Linked DNA regions of Mus musculus: region 2 is linked to region 1. Evidence: chromatin contacts called from public HiChIP or PLAC-seq data. All regions are on one chromosome and are shown on one strand. The core of a region is the stretch at or near the end of the contact, and the rest is flanking DNA. Distances in the headings are between cores, read along the strand shown. Region 1 overlaps Ttc39b (tetratricopeptide repeat domain 39B). Region 2 overlaps Snapc3 (small nuclear RNA activating complex, polypeptide 3).

Evidence for each region. HiChIP or PLAC-seq counts read pairs in DNA pulled down with a chosen protein or histone mark.
Region 2: an H3K27ac HiChIP or PLAC-seq map of embryonic stem cells shows a contact between it and region 1, with 5 read pairs. The contact joins two enhancer-like sites. A contact is called at or near these places in 3 of 484 Hi-C or Micro-C datasets (the C2C12 cell line, Th1 cells and cortical neurons), 2 of 115 datasets of contacts at active chromatin or transcription factors (both in embryonic stem cells) and 4 of 9 other capture datasets (adipose tissue, embryonic stem cells, liver and 1 more).

Annotation. Positions count from the first base shown.
Region 1 is chr4:83,255,264-83,259,768 of GRCm38.p6, reverse strand. Ttc39b (tetratricopeptide repeat domain 39B) reads left to right here. Exons shown (of 20, transcript NM_027238.2): 7 at 3,657-3,724. Among named protein-coding and RNA genes, the nearest start is that of Gm42307, 27 kb to the left of the region's middle. Within about 2 kb of position 2,083, at least 26 of the 459 cell types and tissues checked have an H3K27ac peak or open chromatin away from gene starts, as enhancers often do. A contact at or near this core is called in embryonic stem cells, where this site is marked.
Region 2 is chr4:83,448,425-83,452,929 of GRCm38.p6, reverse strand. Snapc3 (small nuclear RNA activating complex, polypeptide 3) reads right to left here. Exons shown (of 9, transcript NM_029949.4): 7 at 2,695-2,859; 8 at 1,618-1,725. Among named protein-coding and RNA genes, the nearest start is that of Snapc3, 33 kb to the right of the region's middle. Within about 2 kb of position 2,074, at least 10 of the 459 cell types and tissues checked have an H3K27ac peak or open chromatin away from gene starts, as enhancers often do. A contact at or near this core is called in embryonic stem cells, where this site is marked.

The sequences.
Region 1 (4,505 bases), core at 834-3,333:
GCGAGCACAGCTCTGGGGATGGCTGTCAAGGCAGGACAGACCTAATGTCAAGTGGACACTGCACACACCTGGAGAGAGATTTACCATGGGGCTCCGTTTGTCCTGTAGGAGTGTTGTCAGCTTGTTTGGGCCATTGGAGAAGTTAGTGATGTGAGCTCTCAGTGTTGATCACAGGACAGGACTGTGACACGTCCCTTGTGTTTAGGACTTACTAGAAAAGAGTATTGACTCAACCATGGCAGAAACTGATGGTATTTTGTTGGTTACTGTCAGCAGTTGAAACCTATCTTCTTTTTCATCAGAAACTGATCTCCGAGCATCCCTAAGAACAAGAGCTGGTACTGGGAGGCCTAAAGTGTTTCCGAGACAATCCATGAGACTGAACTGGCCCCAGTATGACTTGCATTGCCTTTTCCTTCCTGGGAACCCCATGTGACTCCTTCCCTGGTCCATTGGTGACTGCTTCCCTTTTTCTTTGTGGTGTGAAGGTGACACTGGAGAGTTTTAAACCTTAGTTTTAAGAGGAATGACATGGTATTTTTGGTGTGAGAATAAATAATTCTAAAACATGTTAATGCTCTATTTTTTTTTGAAGTGTTCTCTGTGTGCCAGGCACCCTCTTGGTGCATTCCTTAGCATTATCCCCCTCTCCCCCTTTTGTGTTTAACTGATGTCCACAGAGAGAAAGGCCAAGGTGATCCAGCTGTCAGAGCAGCATGGGAACTGGTCTGCTTTTCCTAAACCACTGCTCTTCCGCTGTCCCCATGTTCTCCCGTGGAGGGCTGGGAAACACCTTACATGGCTGATGGATCACGTGTGGAAAGTCAGCGATGCTGTGCTCTGGTTTCCCCTTGTTGCCTTTAAACAGAGCAAGTTAGGAAATCTGGACTTTCCACTAAATATTGAAAAATTAACTGGCCCATGTCTGTAGCTTATTCTGAACTATAAATATCTTTAGATTAGTACAAAAAGGATGTTTAGCTAGCTTTTTGAGTGCACCATGAATTTTTTCATGGACTAAGGAATTTACAATTAAGGTGTATGTTGGTGAAGAAATTACTCAGTGTAAATCAGTCACAGTGAAGGAATAAAGCGAAATACATGAAGTTCCATCTTATTTCCAGTGTTTTTGCTTCTGAGGGCATCCTAAACAGACTTTTAAGTTTGAAGGGTGTTTTAGTTTGCTTTCAATTGGTGTGACAAACACCCTGACCAAAATCAAGATGGGGAGGATGCATTACAGTCCCTTATCAGGGGAAGCTGAGGCAGGAACTAAAACCACCCAGGACCACCTGCTGGGCCAATCATCCATCAAGAAAATGCTCCGCAGACTGGCCTATAGGCAGCCTGATGGAGGTTAGTTTCTCCCATTGAGTTTCTTCTCTCTAGATAACTAATTTATGATAGGTTGGCAAAAACCAAACCAGAACAACAGGGCACGGCAGCACACTGTCGCTTTAGTATAGGATTTGTTTTCCTGTTGGTAATTTTTGTTTGCATGGTCCAGTTTCTCTCTGTGTTCAGGAATGAGTATCTCCATGGCGGTTTTCATGGACCTGGTGTGGAACACTCTTGCTCCTCTCCTCCCATGACTGGTGGCTGGTGCTGAACAGCTCATTTCAGAGAGTGCGATGCTTAAGTGAGGTGCAGAGCTTGGAATGTGGGAAGAGAGTCGGTAGGGAGAATACTTACACGGGAATTACAGAGTCCAGACTCTCCCTGCTTTGTCTCATATCCTTTGTATTATTGGATACCAAAGTCTGTCTGTCTTTGGTTTAGTCGCCCTTCTGCTCAGGCCTTGATGAGGACCTGCTGTTTAGCCCACCGCCAACTGTAGCCTTCGGCACTGCCCCTGTGCCAGCCTGCTGCCTTCTCCTCCCCTCCCCTCAGGAACCTCATGCTATAGCCAGAGGCTCCCCATTGCCCCTTTGGGAGGGCGCCTGCACTTTCTTGCCTTCTATCTTCTGGTCCTCAACCAGTGCTGACCTTTCCCTTCCCCTCTCCTGCCCCAGGCCAGTCATCTGTTCTCAAGGTGGCATTGGCATTGATAACCCCAGGCGGTTGTCACTTTGTAGCAGTTACCCAGTGTAGCTGTCCAGCGGCCATGGGTGAACTGGGTTTACCTGAAAGCGGGGCTGGAAATGAAAGGACGGGTATGAGAGAAGGGCGAAGCCAAGTCAAAGGTTCAGAGCTTGGCTCAAAGTTTAATTCTGCAGCACCAAACCCATCTTTTGTTTCAGCTGGATTATGTTGCAAAGTAAGCTCAGCGGGCAGTCTATTCCTCTGAATTCCTGTAGGAAGTTGCAGGTGCAGCAAGGAGGACGACTCCACCTAGGTCAGAAAGCCCACTGTGGCACACACTCAAGATCTGTTTAGCCTGCTCAAAAGGCTGGGCGAGGGAAGGGCATAACCTAGGACTCGGCTAGTCAGGTGGTGAAAATCATCTGCTAGTTGGCATTCCTGTGAAGGTCCTGAAAACCCAGAGGCATACTCTGAGGGAAGGCGTCCTGGAGACTGGATCGTGACTGGTGGCAGTGCCAGGATGCACACAGACAACACCGTGTCCTGGTGGTGTCTTCTACCCCATCTCCCTGCCTGTTTCTGAGGAACTTAGCTGCATAGTACTTTTCACAAATTGAACATTTAAGTTGAGTCAGTATGAGAGAGCCCGTGGGCCATGTGTGTGTAAATGAAGGAAAACCTCTATTTTATCTAGTTTGGCCAGCAGTGTTCCCAGTGACGCAGATTGCCTCCTGTTGCGTCAGCACTTGAATTAAAAAGGCCCTGTGCCGCCTTCTGAACCTTAACCAAGAAGCACAGACTCGGGCCAAAAACAATAATGGTCAGAGTTGCCAGCATTCATCAAGGCTGATTGTGTGCGCGCGCGCGTGTCTGATAAGCGCTACAGGCAATACTCATTTAATCCATGGTTGCAAAGTAGAAGCATTATTACTGGACCATATAAATGAGGAGACCAGCAGAGAGGAAAGGCAGGCCTGAGCAGTACCCTGTACTAGCATGAAGCAGAATCTTCCCTCCAAGCTCAAATAACACACCAATTTCCACAGACAGCAGAGGCCCCGTGGTGTCCTCTACTCCATGGAGATAGGAATCTGATGGTTTTGTTCATGTAGAAACATAAAATTCTCTCTCTCTCTGATCTCTGCAAATACAGCAGACTGTCCAGGACACCAGGACATGTTGGGTGGTGCATATGTCGCTGGGCTGGCCTGGCTCTGGTAATTCCTTTTTGTGAGCACACATGGGTTCAGGGGTGATTCATGCCTATAGTACCAAGAGGCTGAGGCAGGAGGATTGCCGTGAGTTGAAGGACAGTCTGGACTACAACTAGTACTGCTTGGGCTCCAAGTGAGACCCTGTTCAGACAAACAGTCGGTTTCCTCCTCTTCTCGAGCCTCTCTCTGCTGGTAATGTTAGCTGGAGGTGAAGATGACCTTAACCATTCACACGATCCAGGCTTATCCAGGAACAGGCCATCCTGTTTCTCTGGAAGCATGGATGCCATCTCGGCTTTTGCGTCTTTCTTGGGCTTATCTATCTTCCACGATTTTCAGAATGTTTTAAAACAATACTGTTTCTTAATATCAATGTATTTGTTTTTAATAGAGTAATATCAATGTATTTGTTTTTAATAGAGGAGATGCATGCTGAGATCTGTTACGCCGAGTGTCTCCTACAGAAAGCAGCACTCACATTTGTGCAGGTAATAACCGTCTGGCTGAATACTGGGGTTGGGCAGGAAGCCTGCCAGCGCTGTACAGAGCACGGTAAATGTTGCTCAGCCTGTGTTAGCACTGAAGCTTAGAGTGGTAATAAAAGATATTTGTTTCCGTCCCCTCCCCCCCCTGCCCCCTCCTTCCCCTTTCTTACGTTGGTTTCCAGACAGGGTCTCACTGTGTAGCCCTGGCTGGGCTAGAACTTGTGAAGATCACTTGTCCCTGCCTCCCAAGTGCTGGCCACTACCTGGAAAGAACAGTTTTTAGAAGTTAAGGAGTCATTATGAGGCCCTACATTTCACGCTTTACGTACACGTGTGTGCCCCAATGCTGTTAGAAGCATGGGTTTTACATTATGACCCGATGATGACTATGTCCCGATGAGGGCGGGAGTAGAGATGATAAGCCAGCAGAAAACAGTCTCAGAGTCTTGATTTTGAAAGTTACTTCTCCAGGTTTGTTTGTTTGTTTGTTTGTTTAGGTGGTAATAGTGGTGGTATTTTTCCCATGTTAGCTTAGATTCGGTTCCGTAAAACTGAGTCAGGGTAGTGTCCTGTTCCCCGAAGCCCTGTACATTAATTACCCAGGCGGGTTGACGGCATTCTCGCCATGTCAGTAACGTCACATTGAATCACGGAGGCACCTACTCTTCTCCCTATGTGTTTTCCAAGTGGGGTTTTGACCGGTTTTTTAGGTTTAAACTTTGTTTTGTAACTGAGGAGTTGAACTCCAACCTCTTAGAAGTGTCCACTCCTCCTCCTCCCTCAT
Region 2 (4,505 bases), core at 825-3,324, 190 kb before region 1:
AGTTATAACAAGTTCTCTTGCAGATCAGATATTTACATTATGACTCACAATCAGTAGCCAAATTGCAGTTGTGAGTTAGCAACAACAACAAAAATTTATAGCTGGGAGTCACCACCACCTGAAGAACTCTATCAAAGTTTCACAGCACTAGGGAGCTTGAGAACCACTGTCCTACACCAGTACATAAAGAACATTCTCACTACCTCCTCAGCAGACACAGTAGGGACACCAACAAGAAATGCTGCACACTGACCTGAGATTCCTCCTTAAGATAAGGAAATGACCTGTTAGAAAGCTCCACACACACTAAAGTGCCCGAAAAACTGTCCTTTAAGTTCTCCCTCGCTTCCTTGCTCCAGACCCCAACGGCCTTCCTTAACTTAGTGATGTGATCCAGAGTTGCCTTAAGATCACGGTCCTCTTGCCCCACTTGTTGGGGTTATAAGCACGTGCCCATGTACCCAGATACTTTAAAATGAGGCAAACTTACACATATTTGTTAGTATAGAGTATATATATGTAGAGAGAATATAGTGTATAGAATTCTTTATATAGTGACCATGTCCATGCTCTTCCAGTTATTTTACAACGTAGCGGATGATTCAAGGCTACATCTCACCTTATTGTGCCAATGAAACAGACATCCCTGCACAGGGGCCATGATACTGTGTATCATTCTTAATTTAGCCAAGACTGGTCAGTTTGGAAATGCAGGCATTTTAATTGAGTTTGAGGATAAAATCATGGCAGTTTGGGCTATCCTATTCACCTGAGATTGTTTCATACATTCGGATGTCACTGGTCACATGAAATCACAATCTTTAGTAAGTTTCTCTTATTTTAGTCTTTTCTGAAAATCTGAACCAATTTCTGGATTTTCATTTTGGTATCATTTCTATTTTCCTAATCCTTTAGATAAATACTATGATATGGAACTCAAAGCCAACTGAAGATACTCAACTATTTCTGAGTAGTTTCCAAACTTCTGGGCTCTGATTAATAATAAGAATCAGCAGGGGAAGGCAGAAATTCAAGGTTTGAGGAGGACAGTCAGCTCAGGCTACATGAGACCTGACCTTTTTAAAGGGGCTGAGTCTTTAGTCAAGACTGACTAAAGAGCCTGCACATGCCTTCTGCACATGCCCCCTGCACATGTGAGCCTTCTACCATGTCCTATGCTCCAGCTTTTCACTTTGTATCCTGTTGTCCATTACATTCAAACTCCTCCTGCCTCCCAGATCTGTGTCACAGTGACTGATCAAAACAGAAAACCTAATTTCTAATTGGCTTTATATATATGCTGGTTATTTCTGTATTGAAAACTGAGATAAAAGTGATTTTGTAATGACAGGCAAGAAGCACGGCTCCTTACAGCCGCCAAGTCTGTTCTGCACTTCCTGTGTGTTTCCCTGTATAACCTAGTGTGCATGTGCTCACCAGCAGGCAGCTGGCTCTGGGTTCAAGTCTGTACAAAACAATATGCTAACTTTAAGCAAACTGCACTGACTGCAACACTGACTCTAGGAGATAAAACCATGACGGCTAAATCTACAGACCTCCAGAGTACTAAATTACTGTGAAAACCAGGGTGTTTAGAAGGAAAAAAGCGTCACTCACCTAGCTGTATACATCTTACAGACAAAACATTTTCTGGTCCACAGCCAGTGCTTCTTGGTAAGAAGGGGATACAGTGTTCTATCCAAGCAGTCGTCATGGTGCACAAGCCTTTGATGAGGAAAACACATGAAGATGCTGAAATGCACCTCGACCTGCTCTCCAGCAACATTACTGCAACATGGCTGACCTGTCATTTACGCAGGCAGTATCTTACAGAATACCCACTGCTGGGGCTGTAGCTTAGTCGCAGAGGCCTTGTCTAGCTTGCTGACTAACAGGCAATCACCTGCATCACTGAACACTTTGCCCAGAGAGCTTTTCAGAATGAATACAGAGCTGATTTCTCAATTCCCTTTGTTACCATGCTGTGACATTCTAAGAATTCCTGCATATAGTGTTTTGTTTTTGAATGTATTCCACCATCAGAGTTTAACACAGCAGTGCTGTTTGTGGAATGCTCTCTGGGCTCTCTGTGTCTGGTCTGGGGTAGGTGCACAAGATTCTCTACATGCCTGTGTGTGTGCGCCATTTCCTCAGCCCTTCAATTCTAAACTACTCAATTGTTTGAAAATTGGTTATTCAACTTCCCACTATAGAAGGACTAAGCTTTCGATTAAATTGAGAAACTTAAAAATTATAGGATTTCAATCCTCTCTCTTATGTAGTTCTGCCTGACTTGGAACATGATACATAGACCAGGCTGGCCTACAATTCACAGAAATCAGCCTGCCTCTGCTTCCCAAGTGTTGGGATTATAGGCCCACACTAGCATGTCTAGTGTAAGTTTTCCTTAAAAATTTGTCTCCCATTTCCAGCTGCATAGAAAGTATACATTTGTGAACCACGCTGGTAAATTACACTTTTGCACTGTTAGAGAGACAGAAAAGTAGATGCTGACAAGTGTGATTACTTGAGCTCACTGTCAGGACCACATGGGGCCAGGCCAGGCGAGGCTTCCGCATAGTCCCCTGGCCTCTCCACTCCAGCCAGCGCATGCAGCTATCCTCCTCCTCCCCCCAACTCACTTTTATTAAAAAGACATCTTCAAGGTAAAATATTCTGAATGATGTCACGTACCTTATGTCTGTGATGACAACAACATGCTCACAGTCTCCCTGGTGACAGTATAAGTAAGGAAAGCCAAGTTTAATATGCAAGTCATTAAATGTGAAATCTTCCATTCTAGCAGTCTGAAATTTTCCATATCCTCGATCATGGGACTCTGACCACTCTATAATAGTTCTGTTTGGGGGAAGGGCAAGTATAGAGCATTGTTATTAGAACTTGAACAGAAAGAAAAGGTTGTGTGCAGTCACATACAATCTGGCCTACTAATTAAATGCATGGTTGCCATCTAGAAGGGTTATCATAGTGGTTAATAAACATTTGGAGCAGAAGCAGTGAAATTGAAACCAGTAGTCATCAAACCTGATGACACTGGAAGACGCCCCCCCCCCCCCACACACACACACCAGCTTTCTCTGCTCACATGCCACAGCACACACAGATACTCAAATTCCCAGAGAAAAAGATGTTCCTCCCCCAGGGAGGGGGTGTGTAGGGGGATTAGACACCACACTTTTCACCTGTGTAGCAGCTCTTTTTTATTCTTGGGATACTGTGTGTCTGTGTTTAAAACAGGGTCTCATTACACACAGCGCTGGCTGCCATGGGACTCACTCTGTAGGCCAGGCTGGACTTCGATTCGAGATCCTCCTGCCTCTGCCTCCTTCCCAACTGCTGGATTAAAGGCATTAAACCACCATGCCTGGTTCCTTTAAAGTCTTGTCACTATGTAAGCAAAGATCTGTCTGCCCCATTGATCTATTATCTCTCAGTAAGCACCAGGTTTTGGAAGGCTGTAGGATGTGTGCCACTTTAGTGTGAACACAAAGTGTAGAACAGTGCCACATTTTTTTTGACAACAGGTCAACAGGTTTGTTTTGTTTTTAAGCAAAAACTTTAACATGTACCGAGATTAGAGTGTTATTTCTTAGCTTCAGATTCTAATTCTGGTACTGGATGGCAGTGGTGCACACCTTTAATTCCAGCACTTGGGAAGCAGAAGATGGTGTATTAGTCAGGGTTCTCTAGAGTCACAGAACTTATGAATAGTCTCTAAATAGTAAAGGAATTTATTGATGACTTACAGTCGGCAGCCCAATTCCCAACAATTGTTCAGTCGCAGCTGTGAATGGAAGTCCAAGGATCTAGCAGTTACTCAGTCTCACGCAGCAAGCAGGCGAAGGAGCAAGAGCTCGAGCTAGACTCCCTTCTTCCAATGTCCTTATATTGTCTCCAGCAAAAGGTGTAGCCCAGATTAAAGGTGTGTTCCACCACACCTTTAATCCCAGATGAAAGGCATAGCCCAGATTAAAGGTGTGTTCCTTAACTCGGAGATTCAATCTTCTGGAATCCATAGCCACTATGGCTCAAGATCTTCAAACCAAGATCCAGATAAGGATCTCCAAGCCTCCAGATAAGGGTCACTGGTGAGCCTTCCAATTCCGGATTGTAGTTCATTCCAAATATTGTCAAGTTGACAACCAGGAATAGCCACTACAATCCACCCCTTGTCAACTTGACACAAATAATATCTCATGTTCACATGAAACAATAACAAGGTTGTAAATACGCCTAACATGATATAACTATCCCTCGTACAATCGCAAACGCATTAGTAAATTTACAATGGGCATTCATATTACTTTATAATCCTCGTTTCTGCAACTGGTTACGTGGCCTTAATTGGTATTTATAACTACCTTCCTCTACTACCCATTCTGTATTTCCTTCACCTTCAGCCAGCACCTCAGCAGGTCTTGGCTCTTTTCCTGGAGGATTGACCCATACCTTCATTCCTGATGGGTCTGCGTCCTTTGTCATCC